2 separate regions of the Mus musculus genome follow, and region 2 is linked to region 1. A link is a contact called in public Hi-C data. All regions are on one chromosome and are shown on one strand. Each heading gives the region's core, a stretch centred on a gene start, on an enhancer-like site or on the middle of the called end of the contact. The rest is flanking DNA. Distances are from core to core; before and after follow the strand shown. Region 1 has its middle 13 kb from the start of Krt72. Region 2 holds the start of Krt77 (keratin 77).

Region 1 (3,784 bases), core at 661-3,160:
AATCAAACTTCAGCATGAGTTAGCTGGGGACAAATATGTCCAGACATGTTCCTTTGGTTTTCAGTGTTTATATGTGCCCAAATGTCACCCTTTACATTGGTCTAATGTTTTTGGGGTCTGACTCATGCTCCACTCTGGACCATCAACCTCACATCTGCTTTATCGTCTGACTTCAGTCTGGTTGGCATCAGGTGACAGCTGACCCTGTTAAACAACTGAGAGGGTGGGCTTGCTGCTTCCCATGCCGTCACATGTGGGTGACATCACCCCCACTGTGGAGATGTACTCAGCTTGAAGCCACCTCCCACAGTGGCCCTTTCTTCCCCCTATGTGGCTCCACTTTCCTCATCTTCTAGCACAAGCAGGGAGCCTGTGCATGCATCTTCTGGCTGTATTTGTGCAAAAGTGTGGTGGCTTAGGGAACAAGTATGGAGTGAGCCATTGTCTGGGCGCTGGGGATACCAAAACAAACAGCATAGATGGAAACCAGGGAGGTTCACAGTCTACTGAGGGTAGGAGAACCCAGCAACAAACAACACAGTGTCTAACATGGCAGCGAGTAGAGTTAACTTCTATGAAGAATTATCAGCATAGGAAGATGAGCAGTTTGGGTGATCTTTGTAGGCGTGTGTCTCTTTGCAAGGATGCTGGTTTCTCAGGTGGCCAGCCAACTGATGTGAACAGAGATCTTATCATGGGCAGGCCGGTCTTTCAAGAACAAGCTTTGTTGAAAGGTGGCGTTCCAGGTGCCTATGACATCTTTTCCTATGTCCATCCTTCCTTGATCCATATCAGTCTATCCCTTAGCTGACTAGACTCTTCTCACCCAGGGGCCATTTATCTATTTTCCACTTATTGAGAAAAATAATTTCCTCATCTTTTGTAGCCAGGATGAAATTTCATTCCCTCCCATGCACCTGTTGTGCCCAGTTCTTCCAGGAAACCCCATCAAGCCACCTAGCATGAAAAGAGAAGTGACATTCTAGCTGCCAGCCCGACCATTCCCCAGGCCCCACTCTTCAGGAGTGCAAGCTCAGAGGAATGAGAGTTCTGCTTATAGTACCTGGGAATAGTAGGGTCTCAGCAGGTACCTGTGTAGCTGTGACACCCCTTGAACCTATGCTGGTATCCATGCATGTCCCTCCCCTATCCCTCAACACCCTCTTGTCCCAGGGTCCTCATGTGTGGCTCAACTCAGGATATATTTCCTGCGAGAATGTGCTACTAAGTGGAGTCTTTGCTTCTGGGGAATTAAGAGCCCTACATAATACAAACGCCTTAATGCCTTGCCATGTAAGTGAGAAAACACCGGGTTAGTAGGTTTGTGTTTCTAACACAACCACATACATACACTTTACATAATTTATTGTTGAAATGGGGGCCCTTTGATATCATCAAATGCTAAACTGATCCTTGGGAAAGAGGCAAAGCAAAGACATCCAGGCTAACGTCCCTCTGGACCTGCCTGGCATTCTGACTTTGGATTTTGCTTCTTTTAATTGCCAGTTGTGGCGCAGTAGAAAAATCATGCCCTTGTAAAAATGGGTTTAACATTAGCTAGCCTTGTCCTTTTGGTGTGCCGGGAGCTCAGCTCAGCCCCATTGGAGACTTTTCTACCTGGCAGAATGGCTAATTCTCCTGAGAACTGGTATGGACCATTGTCAACAATGAAAGTGCTACTGTCATACTGCCCAGTTTGCTCTGGGGTGTTGGGACTCAGGGAGGGAGGTTAAACAGCTCACCAAGGATCAGACCATGTATCGAGGAGGGACAGAAGTGGGCGTTGAAGCCCTGTGAGGTTCTGGGGTCTGTGATTCCAGTCGTGGAGGACACCTCACAGCTGTTATGACTGCAGCTGTGTGTTGCGTAATGAAGACTCACGTGATTGGAAAGTGTTGCTAGGTGATCGTGCCAGGGTGCAGGCGTCAGAGTGTGCTTATGCGGAGTGTGCTTATGCCCACCTAGGCAGTGCAGCTCAACCCTGAAAAGATGTACACAGCTGTTGCTGGGGCAGCACAGTGGATAAGCAGAAGTCACACTCTCTAAGATGACGAATCAATGCATCGTGTAGCAATGCAGGCACTGGTGACAGCCATCTGTCTTCTTGTCAAGTATTGCGACTGCCTATAATTGTTTTATGCCTGGTGGTGTTGTGAGTGTGTGTTCTCCAGACTTACCACGAACACCTGAGTCCTACCCAGTGCTTTGGAGCATCATCAAATGACAGAAAGTTTTCAGCCTTCTTATCCCACTCTGGGACCTGGTTATATACACTGTTGTTTGTTGACCTGAACCTGTCGTGTGTCATTGCAAGATCTGAGTGACTGATAACTTCATTTGGGAAGAGTCTTGCTGAGTAGCCCTGGCTAGCTTGGAACACCCTGTGTAGCCCAGGCTGGCCCTTGACTTGCCATGGTCCTCCTGTCTCTCCAGAATACTGGGATTTGAGGTATTCAGCACCATGTTCTGTCCACGGGACTTGCATCTGTGGGTCTTTCTCTGTGTTTGTAGGATGTGTACTGATTGGTTCAGGGCCCAGGAGTCGGGCAGCAGCAGAAGTTGATAGAGTTAGACTGTGTATGGAACGTTGGATTTGTCTCAAGTGCTAACACTTCTGGTACATCTAACCTGTGCACACACTGCCCTCTGTCAGCAGCTCCTGGTACTGCACCTACCTCGGCCCTGAGAAAAAGATTACAAAGAAGCTGTGGGGGATAAACCCGGGTCAGCCCAGTGCCTCTCTGGGGGAGGAGCTGCTTGGCTCCCTGGCATGCCTAGACTGCTCCCAAACACTGAGTTGCCAGGGCCTTGTCTCCTGTCTCCTCCTTCCCCTCCTCTCCTCTCATGGAAGGAGAAAGGAGGCAGCCCCCTCTTTCTGAACCTCCCCACCTTCAGTAGCTAGCTGTTCTTTCACAGGGCTTTCCCTCAGGTGTCTGAGAACATCCCTGTTGTGTCAGAGGTCCTGGGAGCGTGGGAGGTCAGTCACTCAGCAACACTCCCTCCTCCAAGTCCCACTGGCATCTCAAGCAAGTCCCAACCTTGGCTATAAGGGCGACCTTTGAATAACTGTCTCTCAAAGCAGATGAACCAGCACTGCACAACTGTACATAGACAATCTTGTACAGGGCTTCCTGGAGGAGGATGTGGAAGGCTACTCTGTGGGTTCCCCAGGACTCCATTGCCTTAAATGCCTTCAGGGTGACTGGTGATTATTTTGCATTGCCTGTCTGTCTCTGTATTCCTCTTTGGCAGCTCCTTTCAGCACCAGCAGGGGGCTGGGGTGTAGAGGTGTCCTCCCTATCTCCTCCAGCCTCAGGGTAGCATCCACTCCACATCCCATGTTGCTGTGGGTCTCCCTTAGGAGGCCGATGGTCCTAACCTCATATTTCCTACCGTCTGTCCCCACAAGGGTTTTAGATCTAGATCTCCGAGGTTCCAGGTCCTTCCAGCTGTAACTATAGATGAAGAAGCAGAGGTGGCCTGGGACACTGCCAACCAGCAGTGCATTTCATTCCTGGCTTTGTTTCTTTGCTACTCATCAGTCTGCCTGCCTTTGTTGTCTCTTTATTTTAACAATGGGGAGAAGGGGAAAGGATTGGCGTGAGGGTGAGTTAAAATGGTTGAAGTGCTGATTCCAGTGACTGGTGCCTGTAAGCCGTGGACAAGCAGTTGCTCCGAACTTCTCTGAAATGTGCCTACCAGACTAGCCCATTCCAGTCCTGCTCCATACAGCTCTTACTGCATTCTCCTCGGACCCCAGAAGGCTCTTTCCCATGGCTGCTGG
Region 2 (4,042 bases), core at 279-2,778, 96 kb before region 1:
CAGCCAGGTGGGAGCAGGGCCTGGAGTTGAGCTCAGAGCTTTTGCTTCCATATTTCAGGCTCTCACACTTTCCTGTCTACATTGGTTCCCGAGATGACCCATTAATGAGTTCCCACGCTCAGAACACTGTGACAAGTGATAAGGTCTGTAGTCTGGCAGCACTCTGGACACTCCTAGTTACAGGATGTTTCTCTCCTAGCCATCTCTTGATTTCACAGGCCACCTGATCTTTCTCGATTTGTTTGGAATTTCTGCCCCAAATTTGGGGCACTTGAGAGCCGGCCACAACTATTGGAAAAAAAAAAGATTTATTGTTTGAACACATAGAAAAAGAACATTAGGAGAAAATGTTCCACAATCTGCAAGAGAGCGATTTAAATTCCCCCATGTTGAGCTGAGCAGCAACCCTTTGCAACATTGTATAATGATTCTTCTGGACCGGCTATGCTTTCTTCTGGTTTTAAACAATTGTGTCCATGTGGGCAAATCATTGATCATTATTTTCTGAAGCTGGGAATTTATTCTTTCTCTTCATGATCACAAGATTTATTAGTGCGTTTTGGTGCAGTTGGGTGTGAATATGGGAATGAAGAGAACGAACATGCACTAGCTATTTGTGTCCAAGTGCAAACACACACTTCTGTTGGACAACACTTGTAGACTCTCATGAACTTCACATTACGTCTTCTGCTGGGACAGCCCTTTCTTCTCAGAGAGTGCGCATGAGCCAAGGTTCCTTTCCTACTACTCCCTGATAAGTACAGAAGGTGAGAGTAATGCTTTAAGAACTCACTATTATTGTTACTGTCTCTGCCAGGAGAAAAATTTTATGCTGACCAAATAATAATACTAAATCCAAATTAAGGCTTGTGTTTCACATACCTGTGGTCTTTATGTATTTCTTAAAAGATAGCTACTTTTTCTTTTTACAAAAATATTGTCGGTGCCAGTTTAGAAATATTAGAATAGAAGAAGACATATGGGAGTAGTTCTCCTCTGAGTCTAGGAGACATTCATACTGGGAGATGCTCACAGATATTTTGTTCACACACATGCATGCACACACCAAACAAACAAACAAACAAACAAAAAACCACAAAACAAAAAATGGATTTTATGTACGAGGACAGCCTTGTTACAGCAAGTGTCTCCACTCTCATCCAAGCTGTGGCCCCAAGGTCACTAGACACTTCATAGTTTTATCCTAGATCTCTCTGGCACACCCCAAAACAAACAACTCCATGCTGCTTCTTAGGAAAAGATCAATTTGAGATTTAAGGAGAAACACTACAGGAGTTTCCAACACTGAGATCCTGAGAGATTGCTATCCTTTGGTCTCTCCGTAGTAAGAGATGAATGATAAATGATCAAGTTGGGGGAGTTTGTCTGCAATGCCATTTCAGCAACACATAGGTATGAGGCTTGTAAGCAGATGCTACTGGCAGGCAAATACTCCCCTCCCAGGGTTCGGAAAGTTTCCAGCCCAGCAGGTGTGTGTATATATAGGGACTGAGCCAGATCCTTTCCAAGAGAGTCGCAGCTCCCTCAGTCCCTGCTCTCTGCCTGCTTTCAGCTGAGTCCTTGCTACCAGTGCTTCTGGTTGCCCTAGCAACCATGAGCCGCCAGTTTAGTTCTCAGTCTGCATTTAGCTCGAGGAGCAGGAGGGCCTATAGCTCCAGGTCTTCATCAGGCTTTGGAGGTGGGAGACAGGCTCTGGTGTCTGTGAGTCAGTCGAGGAGGTATGGCGGTGATTATGGTGGTGGGTTCAGTTCCAGGAGTCTCTACAGTCTGGGTGGTAGTAAAAGCATCTTTGGGAACCTAGTGGGACGAAGTGCCAGTGGTTTCTGCCAGAGTAGAGGGCCAGGAGGAGGATTTGGAGGAGGAATCGGAGGAGGAATTGGAGGAGGAAGAGGCTTTGGTGGAGGTGGCTTTGGTGGTGGCTATGGCGGAGGTGGCAGATTTGGAGGTGGTTTTGGGGGTGCTGGATTTGGATTTGGGGGCTTCGGTCCTTCTTATCCTCCCGGGGGCATCCATGAGGTGACTATTAACCAGAGTCTCCTGGAGCCCCTTCACCTGGAGGTGGATCCTGAAATTCAGAGGGTCAAGACCCAGGAGCGGGAACAGATCAAGACCCTCAACAACAAGTTTGCCTCCTTCATTGACAAGGTGAGTTCCTTACGGGCAGGGAGAGTCAAACAGCCAAGACTGCCTCACACTCTGCCAGAATGTAGCTACTAGCAACCACTGTACTCTTTAAGTTGATGGCAGCCACTTCTTCTTGTGCATGTGCTGGGAACTCAGAAAGTGGTTAACCTAGGCTTTTAACCCAGGCTTTCACCCGAACTGTAACATAAGCATTTAACACAGGCTTTTGGGTGTCGGGTGTGTGTGTGCACTGTTAGTAGGAAAGCAGATAAGGGTCCTGATGATACCCAACAGATGCACATGGCATGCATCTTACTCTCATTCATCGTTACCCATGTTCCACTCATCTGTGTACCTTGGCACCCACTCAATCACCTGTACTCCCCACATCCATCTTTCTACCCACCATCCACACACACTTATGCATCCATTCACCCAACCACGACTCAAACATATCCATCCACCATCCGTCTGTCTGTCCGTCCATCCATCCATCCATCCATCCATCCACTGTTCACCCATCATTCACCCATGATCCACTATCCATCCATTAATTCATCCATTATCCATCCATCATGATGGATGGTGATACATCAATCCATCTTTCCATCCATCCATTCATCCACCATCCATCATTTATCCATCAATCAATCCATCCATCATCCACCCATCCATCATCTATCCATCTGTCCATCTATCTGTAACCCACCCATTCACCTATCTATCAATCTTCCTGCCCAATTGTTCCACTCCCATTCAATCCACAAATATTTTATTAGGTCTACTCTATGCCACTGTACATAAAAGCTATAAGGACTACTGGGACACAAGTTATGCTCTCAAGAAGCTCCAAAATGGAATGGCAGAGAATGATGACAGTTTATTGGAGATGCATTAGTATGTGGTACTCTTTGGGTAGCTCAAAGGTGCCTGAGTTGTGCCTGCTGGATACTAGGAGTGCTTTGTTGGGACACCTCAGGTCTTACCTGGGTCTTGAAGATAGAAGAGCCAAACAGCTGTCAGGCAAAAAAATGTCCACGCAGTGAGGAGGCATGAAAAGTGTGACTCCCTTCAGGGAATTTCAAATGTCAAAATTTCTGGGAAAATGACAGAGAAGAAGGGATGTGGTGGGTACAGCTAGAGATGGGCAGTGACAGCAGCTAGGAAGCTGTTGGTGGGCATCAGGTGAGTGTCTTGATGGCAGGTCTCTCTGGGAACTAAAGTCAGTAATGTATAATGAGGTGTTCTGTCTGACTTTGCCTTTTTACCACCCTCTCCAAGGCCAACAAAGGGCCACCTTGAAGCCCTTTACCCTAATTCACATGAAGTTTTCCTCATCTTCAGGTCTCTGAGAAGGAGGTCACCAGACAGCTATGGTCAAAAGCTTCCCTTTGTTACATGCAGAGGAGGGGGCACAATGGCCACTGCCTGATATCAGGGCAAGTGTTAGAGATGGAGCAGTGTATGAGCAGGAGGAAGAGGACATAGAGGGAGAGTCATGGACAGCTCCAAGGGAGTCCAACAGAGCCATGTGCTTGTGTCTGCTTCTGATCACTCAGAATGAGAAACATTTGGTCACCAGGGCAGGGGCTGGAAGGTTTGCCGGGAGTAAGGACTTATCAGTGAGGGAGATTCTACCAGGAAGCTAAGGTTGGCCAAGGAAGGAGCAGGGAAAACTGGCAAACAAAATCCCACAGACTTCTTTTTGGAAATTAACCTGGGATTTTCACTTGATCAAGGCTCCTGACAAGGACAGAAGCCTATTACATTTTAGAGCAGTGTACAGGGATTAGAGGTTTCATATTCTCTCTTCAAAGCAGGCCCTGTGAGGACAATCAGCCTTCAGGCCTCCAGTTTGGAAGAAAGCAAACTTTTGTTGCTATAATTTCTCACCCTA

The links. Hi-C and Micro-C count contacts between places; a contact is called where the count stands out from the background.
Region 2: a contact with region 1 is called in a Hi-C map of olfactory sensory neurons, with 2.8 times the contacts expected there. The contact joins the promoter of Krt77 here to the enhancer-like site in region 1. A contact is called at or near these places in 1 of 39 promoter capture datasets (embryonic stem cells), 10 of 484 Hi-C or Micro-C datasets (cerebral cortex, embryonic stem cells, forebrain and 4 more), 3 of 115 datasets of contacts at active chromatin or transcription factors (astrocytes, embryonic stem cells and neural progenitor cells) and 3 of 9 other capture datasets (adipose tissue, embryonic stem cells and liver).

Annotation. Positions count from the first base shown.
Region 1 is chr15:101,771,752-101,775,535 of GRCm38.p6, reverse strand. No RefSeq gene overlaps it. Among named protein-coding and RNA genes, the nearest start is that of Krt72, 13 kb to the left of the region's middle. Within about 2 kb of position 1,910, at least 62 of the 459 cell types and tissues checked have an H3K27ac peak or open chromatin away from gene starts, as enhancers often do. A contact at or near this core is called in olfactory sensory neurons and palatal mesenchyme, where this site is marked.
Region 2 is chr15:101,867,191-101,871,232 of GRCm38.p6, reverse strand. It overlaps Krt77 (keratin 77), which reads left to right and starts at 1,528. Exons shown (of 9, transcript NM_001003667.2): 1 at 1,528-2,166. The coding sequence starts at 1,615.